Linked DNA regions of Mus musculus: region 2 is linked to region 1. The links are chromatin contacts, called in public Hi-C maps. All regions are on one chromosome and are shown on one strand. Each heading gives the region's core, a stretch centred on a gene start, on an enhancer-like site or on the middle of the called end of the contact. The rest is flanking DNA. Distances are from core to core; before and after follow the strand shown.

Region 1 (5,897 bases), core at 3,221-5,720:
TGATTCCTTAGGAGTCACCTCATTCTATACTGTGACTTGTCAGAATGGCTCTCCCAGCTGGGTGTGGTGACATTTGCATATAATCTCAGCTTTTGGACAACAAGGCAGGCAAATTATGACTTCAAGTCCATCTCAAGTGTGGGGGGGCTGGTGTGCTACTTACTGGCTTTCTCCTTACGATCTACTCAGCAGCCTATTATAGAACCCAGAACCACCAGCCAAGAGGTGGCCCCACCCACAATAGGCTGAGTCCTCTCAAAGCAATCATTGAGAAAATGCCCTTCAGGCTTACCCACAGCCAATCTTATGGAGGCATTTTCTCAACTGAGATTCCCTCATCTCAGATGACTCTAGCTTGTGCCAAGTCATCATAAAACCTAGCTGGCAAACTGAGCTACACATGGTGATGCTCTGTCTCAAAACTCTAGAGAGTGGGTATCAGCTAAGTAGTGAAGGACTTGTCCAGCATGCACAAGTCCCTGGGATCCATCCTTAGCACTGCAATAAAAAAATTTAAAAACACAGGGGATGTTATCTTCTCTGAGGTCATTCTACATCAAAATTTTGTTCTTTTTGATAGTCTTTATGGTTATGCTGTACCACGGTTATATGTGTTGTCCATTTTCCTCGAGTTATCTCGATGTCTTGGGTTTCTGTTACTGTGATAAAACACCGTGACTAAAACTACTTAGGGAGCAAAGCGATTATTTCATCTTATACTTCCATCATTGAAGGAAGTCAGGGCAGGTACCTGGAGGAAGGAACTAATACAGAGGCCATGGAGAAATGTTGCTTATTGACTTGTTCCTCATGGCTTCCTCAGCCTTCTTCCTTATAGACCCTGGGGCCATTAACTCAGCACTACTGACAGTAAAATAGCCTTCCCATGTCAAACATTAATTATGAAAATGCACCAAACACTTCCTGGGGCAGTTTGATGGGTACATTGAGATTTTTCTAGTTTTTATAAGCTGAGATAAAACTAACTAGCAAACGTGACTGCATATTTGCTGTTTAAGGGTAAAATTGTATACAATCATTGAATTATCCACAGGGCACAAGAAACAAAATAATAATATTACTCAATAGCTATGCTAGACTTGCTTCTCTCTGCCACATTCTGAGTGCTTTGAGTATATGAGAGATGTACTGTGAGAGCCCCAGACCCCAGGATATCTGTCAGGCCATTACGGGTTTCAGGCATCAAAAGAAAGTTGAAGCTTCTCCTTCCTCATGGTAAACAGTCTGTTCAACTCGATTCTAGGTACATAAGAACTCCATACCCACACTTTGGCAGCTGCTATGGTGTGTGGGGATGGTGTGGGGTAGGGGTGGGGGCATCAGGGACCCGATATCTGAGCCAAGAGCTAGTGCTCTGGAAGCATAATTGTATATCTACCCCAGAATTTGTTCAAATGAAGAAATCCATACCCAAAGTACTAGCTATGCCAAGACCAGAGAAAGAAGGGTCACAGGAATTCAGCCAGCCAAGACTAGCCTGGAAAGCGGGGAGGGGAGAAGAGAGGGAAGGTAGGAAGGAGGGAACTAAATTTAGCTTATAAGCAACTGTGAACTGAAAATACTCAAGAAGGGCAGGGTGGAGCCTGTGGAGTGACTTTGCTCCCTGTGGCATCACAGCATATAAACCATCAACCCCCCGCCAGGGCAGCATCTCTTTATGGACTCACTTCTTCTTGCTGTCCTTTTTGGCGGACTTCTCCAAGGCTGCCCTCCTTCTCAGGTAGTCATTCTGAATCTCGTTGTACTTGGTCGTGTGCTCCTTAATGAGCTCCGTGGTTTTCTTGTGGTGTCTCTTCACCAGGTCTTTCATTTCTTTGTAGTGTTTCTTTTGAAGTTTCACGAACGATTTCTGTTGCTTGAGCTCTTCGATGGTTTGCGCCTCTACTTCTGCAACAGAGGAGCGTTAGGAGCTGAGTGACAGAGTGGCTGAGAGTCCAGGGGTAGGGACAGTGGCATCCTGTTCAGAGAGGAACAGCTTATTCCTTCCAAGAGTGGCTGAAGAGCACAGCCTAGATGTCAGAACTGTCAGTAAACTGCTCTGGCCACTAGCTAACGACTGTGCTAACAAAACATTGCAGAGAGCGAGTTCCTTCTTTGGGGCTTTAAGTTTGGTTTTCCCAGAAGGAGAGTCTAGAATGGGGATTTGTGTGCCTGTGGCTCCTTGTGAGCTGAGGAGAGGGAAAGTAGATCAGCAGTGGAAACAACCAAGCAAAAGCACGCACATCAATTTCAGTATGACTTCTGAACAATCCTACGAGAACCCAAGGTGTGCATGGCACACCGGGTCTGGTCTCCCCATGAAGGCCAGCTTCTTGTGAATTTGGGATGATCAAAAGAAGATTTCCCTTTATATAGAGGAAAATTCTGCAGAGAAGCAGAGTTAATAACCTAGCCTCACTATGCCCGGGAACAGAACATATCACATCAGAGGAAAATGGAGCAGGCCCCAACTTCATCCTTCTTAGGGATGATGGCATTTCTACTAAAGGCTGGTCTGATGGTTAAATAAAATAAAAATCATGGAAAGTGTTTTGTTGTTTTTGGTACCATGCCTTAGATCAGTGGTTCTCAACCTTCCTAATGATGTGGACCTTTAATTTTTCATGTTGTGGTAATCCCCAACCATAAATTGTTTTTTGCTGCTACTTCATAACTATAATTCTGCTACTGTCATGAATCATAATGTAAATATTTCTAGAAATGGAGGTTTGCTGGAGGAGTCATGACCCACGAGTTGACAGCCACTGCTAAAGCGACTTAGCAAATGATCACACAGGTTCAGCGTCATTCAGGGGATGCACTGACAAGGGACACACCGTAGGTTTCTCCCTACATATCAGGGGATATGACAGTCAGGTGTGCCAAGAAAGTGTCCTTTAATCTAACTTTCACAAAGGCTCCAGCAGGGCTAGGGCCACCTGTATGACTGTAGTGTTTTATCCAATGTTGAGGAAAAAAATGGTCAATGTGACAAAGTCTGATCTTAAATCACTACATAGGCACACTCCATCACTTCTATAATAAGCATTTGTAAAATGAGTTCTCACTTCTGAAGTCAAGATCCCACACTAGCTTCTCTATTGCTTTCTCTAGAATTACAAGAATGGGGTTTTGGGGAGCCTTTCAATGTATGGTGTCTCAACTTCAATGAATTATCATTTATTTGGACCCAGCTAAGTCAGAGTTCACATGTTTCCATTTCTTGATTTGAACTTTCTGTTTTAGGAACAACACCACAAAAGATACCATAAATATTTGGAACTGTCAAGAGGTTCAGAAATAATATATATCAGAAACCATAGCAAACCTGGATAGAAACGGGCTGTGCATAAACAGGGAAGCTGGAATGGTAATTTCTGTTGCTAAACACCAAGGCCTTTAAACAGTGCTTCCTTCTCTTACTGTGTGTCTGTCCTGACAACTACTTTTTCTTCTTATTGAAGGAAGAAGTTGTGGAGAGAACTAGATACATTTATTTAACAGTTTCCCTCAGGTTCAAACTGACTTCAGACAGTTGCGTAATAATGGCTGCATTAAGAATTTATAATCCTGAGAAACTTCTGCATTTTCTGGTAGCCGATTCCACCTCATGAGAACCTAGAACATGAGCCACAAACAGTCTAGAAACAGAACTCCCCGTGCTCCAACCCTCTAAGAAAAAGACAGTCTAACCTGTCTTTGAAAAAGCCTCCGGGTAAAAGACTATCCCTTGGGAATATCCCCAAATGTAAAAAGTAATGCTCATCTGCATAAAGACACATATCACTAATGGGTGAACTGTTCAGAGATAGCCACAGATAGGGTGCGGTGCAGACCCTGTGTGTATACACTTGCAGATTTTTAGATAACATTTCAGTATCTTGTTTTCTTCATCAGCATTGTATTGCTTCCCATGGAAGCCCTTTAAAAACGTGCTTTGTTGCCTTGTAAGTTCTTCATAATTTCTAGGAATGATTTATGTATTTTTGGTGAAATATAGCTGTGTGGATAAAGTTTACATATCCCCAATCTGCAGCCCTGCACATTCTTGCAAAGCTGACACGTTTCAGTCATGGTAAACACCAGGGAAAAGGCAGAGGACTGCCAGGAGCCGTGACATCTTCTGGAAACTGTCCCTGACTAGGTGTAATCCAAGGCCGGGTTTCTTCTCCCCTCTGTACACTTACTGTGCAATGTTCATGTGGCAAATTCCATGAGGAAAAATGGTTTATGCTCACCTGTTAACACGCTCTGGATCAGATCTTCTGTTTTGGCAGGTGCCTTCACAGACCCTGCAACCAAAAAGATCAAAGAGATGGCCTTCTTTATCTTCCAAATTTCTATCTCATTTTCCAAGCATGTTTGTGGATGGAGGTGCAGCCCCGGGGTAGAAGAGCACTTGGCCATCTGGGTTTCATCTCCAGGACTGGGGGGGTCCTGCCCCTGTGCCCCCAAATTCTAAGTCTCTTTAGAGAGATGGCTAAAAAGTTGTAGAAAGTTGTTTACAACATAATTACAGTAAAACCTCTTTAGTTTGTAACTTGGATTCAATGCTATGCTGATGAGTAACTACGGGCATTCTCCATAGATAGGGAGACATCCCTCTACTTGAACCAAAACAAGAAATTCAATCTCAGCAATACTACTGCCACCTTCTGGCAAGATCAGGAATGACATGATTAAAGAGTGAATGCTGACCAAAGACCAATCAACTTCATGATCACTGTGCCAAGTGTGAGGTGTAACAGGTATTACACACCCTCAAAATGCTTCTACACAGAGGAGTGGGAAGCAAAACTTTCAGAGGGAAGCCATTTTGACCTAGGGTTGGGACATGGCAACATTACCTGTCCCCACCAAGATGCATTAAGAAGGGCACAGCATCAAAACAGAAGCCCAGATTAATGACAAGAAAACATTGAGGCAGCTCAAAGGAAGCAAGGGACATTTTGAAAAATAATAAAATATCAGGGGTATGAGAAACAAGAGAGAGTTGGGAGCTGTTACAGAAGGAAGGTGATCGTGGAGACATGATGAGCAAGTGCTCTCACTGTGGGACCCTGGGTGCAAATCTAGGACAATCAATAGACCCTGGTGCAAGGCAGGCCAAGCTTACAGAAGACTAACTTGTTTTGAAAGCTTACTGTGTTCTTGCTGACTTTAGCGGGAAAGGAGAGTTTGCATCACAGAGTCTGTAATATTTTTAACTGTTTCCTGTAAGCCAAATTATTTTTTGAGTATCACTTAAAAATCAAGATGTTAAAATGGCAAATTCTCTTTTATTCCCAGAAGCAATAAGCTCAGTTCAGAAGCCCTGAAAGTGTTTGCATGTGGTAGATAATAATCATTTGGAAATGCCGTGTCCTGTTATGGTTCACTCTCTCCTATTATTGATTTCATAGGAGTAGAGGATCAGTGAATGCATGGTTGATACAAATGAAGAAGGATTTGTATTTATAAAACATATTCTCTGAAAAAGCAGCCTTGCCCATCAGTGAGAAGATCTGTATTTCACCAATTCCATGTTCCACTATGACAGAGAAGAAAACGGGCACAGAGTCACACTCTCATGTTTTATGTTATCCCCCTCCTGTTTTATTAACTGACTCAACTAGATGGCTCAAATGCATGCCACTTCTTGGAAGTGAGTGATTACAGAGGATGCATGAAGCTCAACTTGCTCTCAGGATGGCTTCTGTCTGTTAAGAGAAACACAAAAACACACACACACACACACACACACACACACACACACACCATTACTACCACCATCACCACACCACTCACACATACACATATATACACACCACACATTACACATACAAGCACACACACACACATATACACACACATACATACATACAAACACACATATATATCACACACACACCACCACC
Region 2 (6,652 bases), core at 3,107-5,606, 490 kb before region 1:
AATTGAAGTAAGTAGGGGAAATATCTACTTTAAACTACAGGATAATTTCAAAAGCCTGCCACTGCAGTGAGTTATACATGGAACCTCATAATTCTAGGATATACGATTCTCTAGCCACACTTGATCTAGTCTTTGGGCCCCTAGTAAGAGGAATGGATTAGGAGAAATATTTCCCAGTGCTCTTCTGGAATCTAAAGGTAAAAGCCCTTTGTTGTTTATGCTGTTTTCAAGCGTTGGCCAGGGAAAACTCATTAGTGGGTCACACAGAGCAGCGGCTGTCTTCTGTTACTCCACATGTGCAGACAAACTGGGAACTCCAGAAGCCATTTCTCTATTGCCGCAATATGCACATATCAAAATAAAGCAATTTATTAAACTAAAGGTTCTAAGGTTTAGATTCTAAACAGTGCTCTACATTGCTTCTGAATTCTAGCACTAAGAAGACGATATTATTCCAAAGAGGCAAGAATATAGCTGTATTTCCTGAGAGCCACAAAAAGCCAAAACCTGATAATTTAGTTTTGTCTTCAATTCAACAATACACACCAGAGACTAACAACACTCACAAAAATACCCACATCAGAAATAACTAAATTATCTTGAAATAAATATCTTCAGGGTAAGTCTGACTGGCTCTTTAGAGTAATGGCATTATGAAAATTATATATTTTTCAGACACTGAAATTTTCTAAATCATATATATTTATCACAATATGTTATATTTTTATATTTTTCAAAGTTACTCCTACCACACCTGCCCTGGAAGCTTCTTTTTCTCAATGGCTTTCTTAGAAGCAAATAGATTGGTAAAAGGGAAGCAATGATAGGGTAGGTTGCTTTACTGCACTGAAAACCCAACCACTGCCTTCTCCATCTTCTTTCCCAAGCAGAGCAGCATCAAACCAAGGCATGTTAATTTAAATAAGTACTTATTGTCTTTTAGTGTAACACAGTTACCGAGTTTTACCCAAAGAAACTAGGCACGGTGATTTCTACCTGACCTAAAATTAATCTTTCCGAGACCTTAAATGATATGAAAACAACGCACAGTGAAGGATCTGCTTTGACAAGTGTATTAACCTAGTGGATGGCAAGAGGTAGAGAAAAGGCTACGTGATGGACCCCATTGGTCTTGTATCTGTTTCTTGTGGAAATATGCACATCTGCACATACCAGAGCATCACTGTTCGGCAGTAAAGAGTCTCACAGGGTCAATCTCGGAAGTAGGTTCCCTCCGTGAGGAAGCAAGGTAAGCAGTGTAGCATTGGAAGACAGAGGGGTACAGACAGGCCATAGGACAGAGGCACATTTGCCTGTCTTTCCCACCCCCTTCTCTGGAAGCCCAAATGCTGCTGATCACTAGTCCGGTTCTTTAGGTTCTTTATTCCTGACTTATGATTCTTCTTGTGCATTGGAATCTAAGCCTATACTATAGGTTAACTAGCTTCTTTCTAGTCTATCATCTTTTCCTTATTGCTCTCCATCATTAGGGTGTTACCCATTTGGCCTTTCCCTGGTGCCTTGGGAAGGCTAGTCACCATGGTGCTAAAGCTTTCATATACTATCCACTAAGGGCAGACAGTTTTTCTGTACATGGTTTACTCGCTATCTCAGGGGATAGTTTAAATGTTACCATATCTGCTAACTCCTCTCTGGCCACCCATTAAGGAACATCAGAGCATCACCACTGACAAGTCTCTTTCTTGCCTGCTCTGTTTTTCTATTTAACACACATCTTCAGTATGTTTTTATGAATATTCGACTTGTCCCTCAACTAGGATAGCAACTTTACAAATTTTGCTTTCCATTTGCATTTGCCACCCATATGCATGGGGCACAAAGCTGACACTCCATATTGTCTTTAGTGGAATCAATGAACATCTGCTTCTGATCTTTCTACAAAGAAGGAATTAATAAGGGAGTGACTCTGTGACAGTGACCTAAGGTGTTGGTGACCCAGACCAAAACAAAACAAAACAACAACAACAACAAAAACAATTAAATGGAACATTAAAATATACAGTAGAAAAGAACAATATAAAACACGAGAGTTAAATATAGAGTCGTCCTCATCTTTCAGATACTCATTTCTTAATTCTTTTACTGTCCCTGTTAGTCAGGATAATGTGCAGTTTCCCAGAGAGGATTAGACATAGATCCCATGATCAGAATGATAGATGTTGGAAATCATGAGATGTGGGTGGACAGCATCTCAAATGAGCCAACATTTTATAGGCATTTGAAGGTGAGATGACCCTTACCAGGGAAGACCATTCATCTAGTCCTGGAAGGAGAAAGACCTGAAGTAATATAATAAGATGTGGTTAAGGTTTGGTAGATTAGAAGTGTTACCCTTTTCTTCCTGAGAGTTGCAATCACTTCATATACACAGGCCCTGGCCTAGTCCCCATCTATTGGAAGACTGGCCTCAAATCACACAGCGGTCAAGGATGGAAACGCATGGTATCTGAATTTGGCCAATGCTCAGAGGCCTGAATGTATTCTACTGAGGTTAAAGAAGTGAGATATAACTGTCATTTGAAGCAAATGAAATCCCTAAGTACATAGAAGGCTTTGTGGACCATTCTCCTTTCATCCAGCAGTTGTAGGAAGTGAACTTTACTTGTTTCATTCAGAGGGCAAGATGTGCCCCCCACCCTGCATGAATGGCAGTATATTACTAAAAGAGACACTCTTTTGCATGTCTCTGCAGCTTCTCCCATCAAAAGAGGGAGACTATTTCTCTCCATGGCATTACACATGTGCTCAGGCATATGCCCTGTGCTTAGATACACACCTTCTGTTTGGAACACTGCAGGCTGTGGGAAACGATAGCCTCACTCACTCAATCATCACAACTATGGCCCCCAAATCTGTGAACAAGGCCACCTCTTGTCATCTGTTCCTCGATGAACTGGGTCTGAACAGCCAAATCACCTGACCAATAAACCAAGTTATGAGAGAAAAGAAAACCAGGACTGTTTTATAAGTCCATACAACTTCAGAGTAATTTGTAATGCAGGAAACGAGAAATAATATATCTTCACAAACAAGGAAGGAAAAATGAGAAAGAGATTTCTGCAGCCTCTAGAGGTTGAAGGCCTGTGGGGCAGTGGACTGTGCCACCAGACAGAAGAACTGGTAAGGTAGTAGCAAGTTCAGAACCCCAATAACTCTTAGAAGTGAGAAGAACAGGAGTTTGAACTAGTTCCCGACCAGGTTCCTGTCCTGGAGGACATGACCTCTCTACCCCACTAAGAGGACCATGACAACCGGTCAGATAGCATAAAAACTTGATGAAAAAAAAAAAAACTTTATAAAAGGTTTTGCTGGGTATGTTGGCACACGCCTTTAATCCCAGCACTTGGGAGGCAGAGGCAGGCGGATTTCTGAGTTCGAGGCCAGCCTGGTCTAAAGAGTGAGTTCCAGGACAGCCAGGGCTACACAGAGAAACCCTGTCTCAGAAAAAAAAAAAGAAAAAAAAGGTTTTATTTTTGAGTTTTCCATGCTAATGAGGTATCTAGATAGGCCCCAAGTGTTTAGCCAATGAGCTTCCCTTCATCAAGGACAGTCATGGGAGGAGGCCATGGGAGGAGGCCTTTGTCATTCAGAGCCTCACCCAAGTCTCGCCCCTCTTCCAACTGATCCTTACTCCTAGCCTAGCCTGCCTTAGGTCCCTGGAGTTTGAGAACTACAGCCTCCATCCCACCTCAGTGCCCACTGTTTCTCACCTGGAAAAACTCCGAGAGCTGGGACCCCATCTCAGACTGCATTTCACCTTCCCTAAGCTGTAAAGCAGAAATGACCAACAACAAAAGCCCATTCTCAGTACGTTGCACAGAATGATATTGTTAAGGAATACAAACGAGATCCAAGCTGGCTATGGTAAAACATCCCTGTAATTCCAGTACTTGTATTCAGGAGACTCAGCCAGGAGGATGAGAAGTCAAAGGCCATTCTTGCATATAGAGAGAGCATAAGGCTAGATTGGACTGCATAAAACCCTACTGCAAGACAAAATAAAGAAGATCCAGGAAAGGAGAAAGGATCTCCAGGGACTGAAGAGGATGGGCAGTTAGAAACTAGCAAATGATCCTGGGTAGAAATTTGAGAACATAAAATAATAGGATTAATCATCTATCAGTGAATTTTTTTCAAGGAAGCATATAAAACTATAACATCGCCTTCTGGATGACACTAATTACTATGAGCAAACACATGTACTCTTTAGTATGAGCAGCCTGACAAGAAAAAGATCGTGGCTTATTTGTCTGTGACCCTCCCCCCTTCTCTATTCTCTAAACCCAGTCCCTAGCAGTAATAGGCACTTAGCAGACAACCAGAGACTATCTACAAAAGGAGTACATAATCGAATGAGCAATGACACGGAGGCCATTATTCCTCAGGGAAACAAAGCTACATGTCTATGTTTTAGTCTCGATTCCGTTTGATGTCAGGGTTTGCTTTTTCCCAAATTATTCTTATTAATGGATTCTCTTCCCTTCCAAGCAATGAGTATGGCCATGTGATTCTGAAAGTGACTAAGGCTCTGAGTGAGGGCATCTGGCTTCTATAACAGTATTGTGTAGCAGGGACTGTCTAACAGCCATTTACAACATCCAGCTGCATTTTATGTTTAATTTGAGTGTCTGGTCCTGTTGGTAAATCACTTGCTATATCAATAACACAATCATGAAAAAAGATGTTCAAAGTGCAGTGTTAAAGCTTCAATGCTACTTTTTTCTTATTAAAGAAAGAGCACGCTAGTATGTATATGTGTGTTGTGTGTTGTGTAGTGTGTGTGTGTGTGTGTGTGTGTGTGTGGTGTATGAGGATTAAGAGTACATGTATGGCATTGTGTATGTGTGTTGGTCAGAACACAACTCTGTGGAGTCGATTCTATCCTTTCACCTTTATACAGGTTTATGAAATCAAACTCAGGTCTTTAAGCTTGCATAATCAGATAGCAATGTCTTTACCCACAGAGCTCTCTGCCAGCTCACTTTTTTCTAATTAAACCAAGTCAGAAGGAAAAGACATGCATTTGCTATATACAATTTTCTAGGAAGCCTAGCTTTTAAGTCATCCTCAATTCAATTAAGAAAAGCATTCACATCTACATTTCACACTACTTAGACAATCAGTCTAAACATAAGAGCCTATACTTTCTGAGGAAAATGTAGACAATAAAATATGTGATAAACATAAGAGTAAAACATGTTAGTGTTCAGTTTTACTTGAACATCTATTTAGCATCATGGTTCAACTGAATTACTTAGAAGTTCTCCTAGACCATACCATCCTATCCTTTATAACTAATGAGCCATGGGCTATTGTGAATATGGTAATATAACCAGCCTAACAGATATGGCTCAAAGCTTAAAGAACCACTAATCCAAAATGTTATTTTACATGTATAGAATGTGGTAATTTTCAGATTCATGGCAATGCTTGTTAAGGGTTAAAACCGACTTCAAATAGTAAGTTGTGCAGTGTTCTCTCTCCTCTAACCTGAAGAAAGCTGCCTTGTGACTAAGTTGCATTTGAGAGAGGAAACTTAGGCCTAAAGCAATTCCCAAATTTAAACAAGATATCCTTGTCCTGGAGTCAGCATATGAGTGTTATGACACTTTACTTTTGCTACAAAATTTAACAGTTCTTTTAAAAAGCAAAGTTCCTGAGAAAGTCTGAGACATGATTTAATATGGGAAATTAATTCTGGGGAAACTTTCAAAACAGCATCTATTATGTAATATGTGGTATGCCTCTTTAAAAAACTTTTTTTTCTTCCCATGGGATAGCTGTCTCTTTACCCCAGCTCAAAGTCCTTTGCTGAACCACAGGAAAGTGTGCCCTCGGCCTTTTATGATGAGGAACATATGCTAGTCCACCTTCTGTGGAGACTGAAGATACATTTATGGCTGACTCTACTGCAGAGTGATCATCTCGGACCTGGGCTTCCTCCACTTTATTATTGTTTTCATAGAGGGAAATGTCATTATGGAAATAGGAACAAAGACAAGAACTACTGAAAGCATGCCAGGGGCTCAGAATCCAAAGGACGGGCCACAGCAAAGGTGTGGAGCCCAACACTGGAAACCCAAGCAAGGCAGCGAGGCTTCTCTGTCAGTGTTGCTCTGGGTAATTCTAGAGAGAATATCCTGCTGGTGCTAATGCCAGCCAAGAAGGGATGGGGACCCACTGACACTGGACAGAGATTCTGGCTTTCCTCCCTGTCTTTAGTGTCCCATCGCCTCTGCCCACTTCAACTTTCAAGTAAAGCAAAGAACATGATGTCTTTGCCTCCCTCTTCCTCACAACTAAGAGACATAACAGGAAGAGACAGTTTGAGGGTCCTTTACTAATAATCTCAATTGTGACAGGAAACGGAAGACTACAAGAGGAACAGGCCAGAAGATCATGGCCCATTCAGAAAGTCCCTGAAGATATGGCCTATGTTGCTAAATAACTGGAAACTATAGAAGCCCCCACAATGCACTCTGCTATTATTATTAGCACACTGCAGCTAAACAACTTGGTCCTCACCTCAGCTGTGTTACAATTGCTTTGCCATCTGCAAAATACACAGGGTTGGCTGGCTAGTTGGCTTGCAGCAGAGAAACACAGGGACTACACCAAGCCTCCAACAGTA

Evidence for each region. A called contact is a pair of places that touch in the nucleus more often than the background predicts.
Region 2: a Hi-C map of the N1E-115 cell line shows a contact between it and region 1, with 3 times the contacts expected there. The contact joins two enhancer-like sites.

What each region holds. Positions count from the first base shown.
Region 1 is chr2:135,360,779-135,366,675 of GRCm38.p6, reverse strand. It overlaps Plcb1 (phospholipase C, beta 1), which reads right to left. Exons shown (of 32, transcript NM_001145830.1): 25 at 4,239-4,292; 26 at 1,689-1,908. Among named protein-coding and RNA genes, the nearest start is that of 4930545L23Rik, 150 kb to the right of the region's middle. Within about 2 kb of position 4,470, at least 2 of the 459 cell types and tissues checked have an H3K27ac peak or open chromatin away from gene starts, as enhancers often do. A contact at or near this core is called in the N1E-115 cell line, where this site is marked.
Region 2 is chr2:135,853,980-135,860,631 of GRCm38.p6, reverse strand. The region is part of intron 3 of Plcb4 (phospholipase C, beta 4); the gene reads right to left. Among named protein-coding and RNA genes, the nearest start is that of Gm14210, 44 kb to the right of the region's middle. Within about 2 kb of position 4,356, at least 23 of the 459 cell types and tissues checked have an H3K27ac peak or open chromatin away from gene starts, as enhancers often do. A contact at or near this core is called in the N1E-115 cell line, where this site is marked.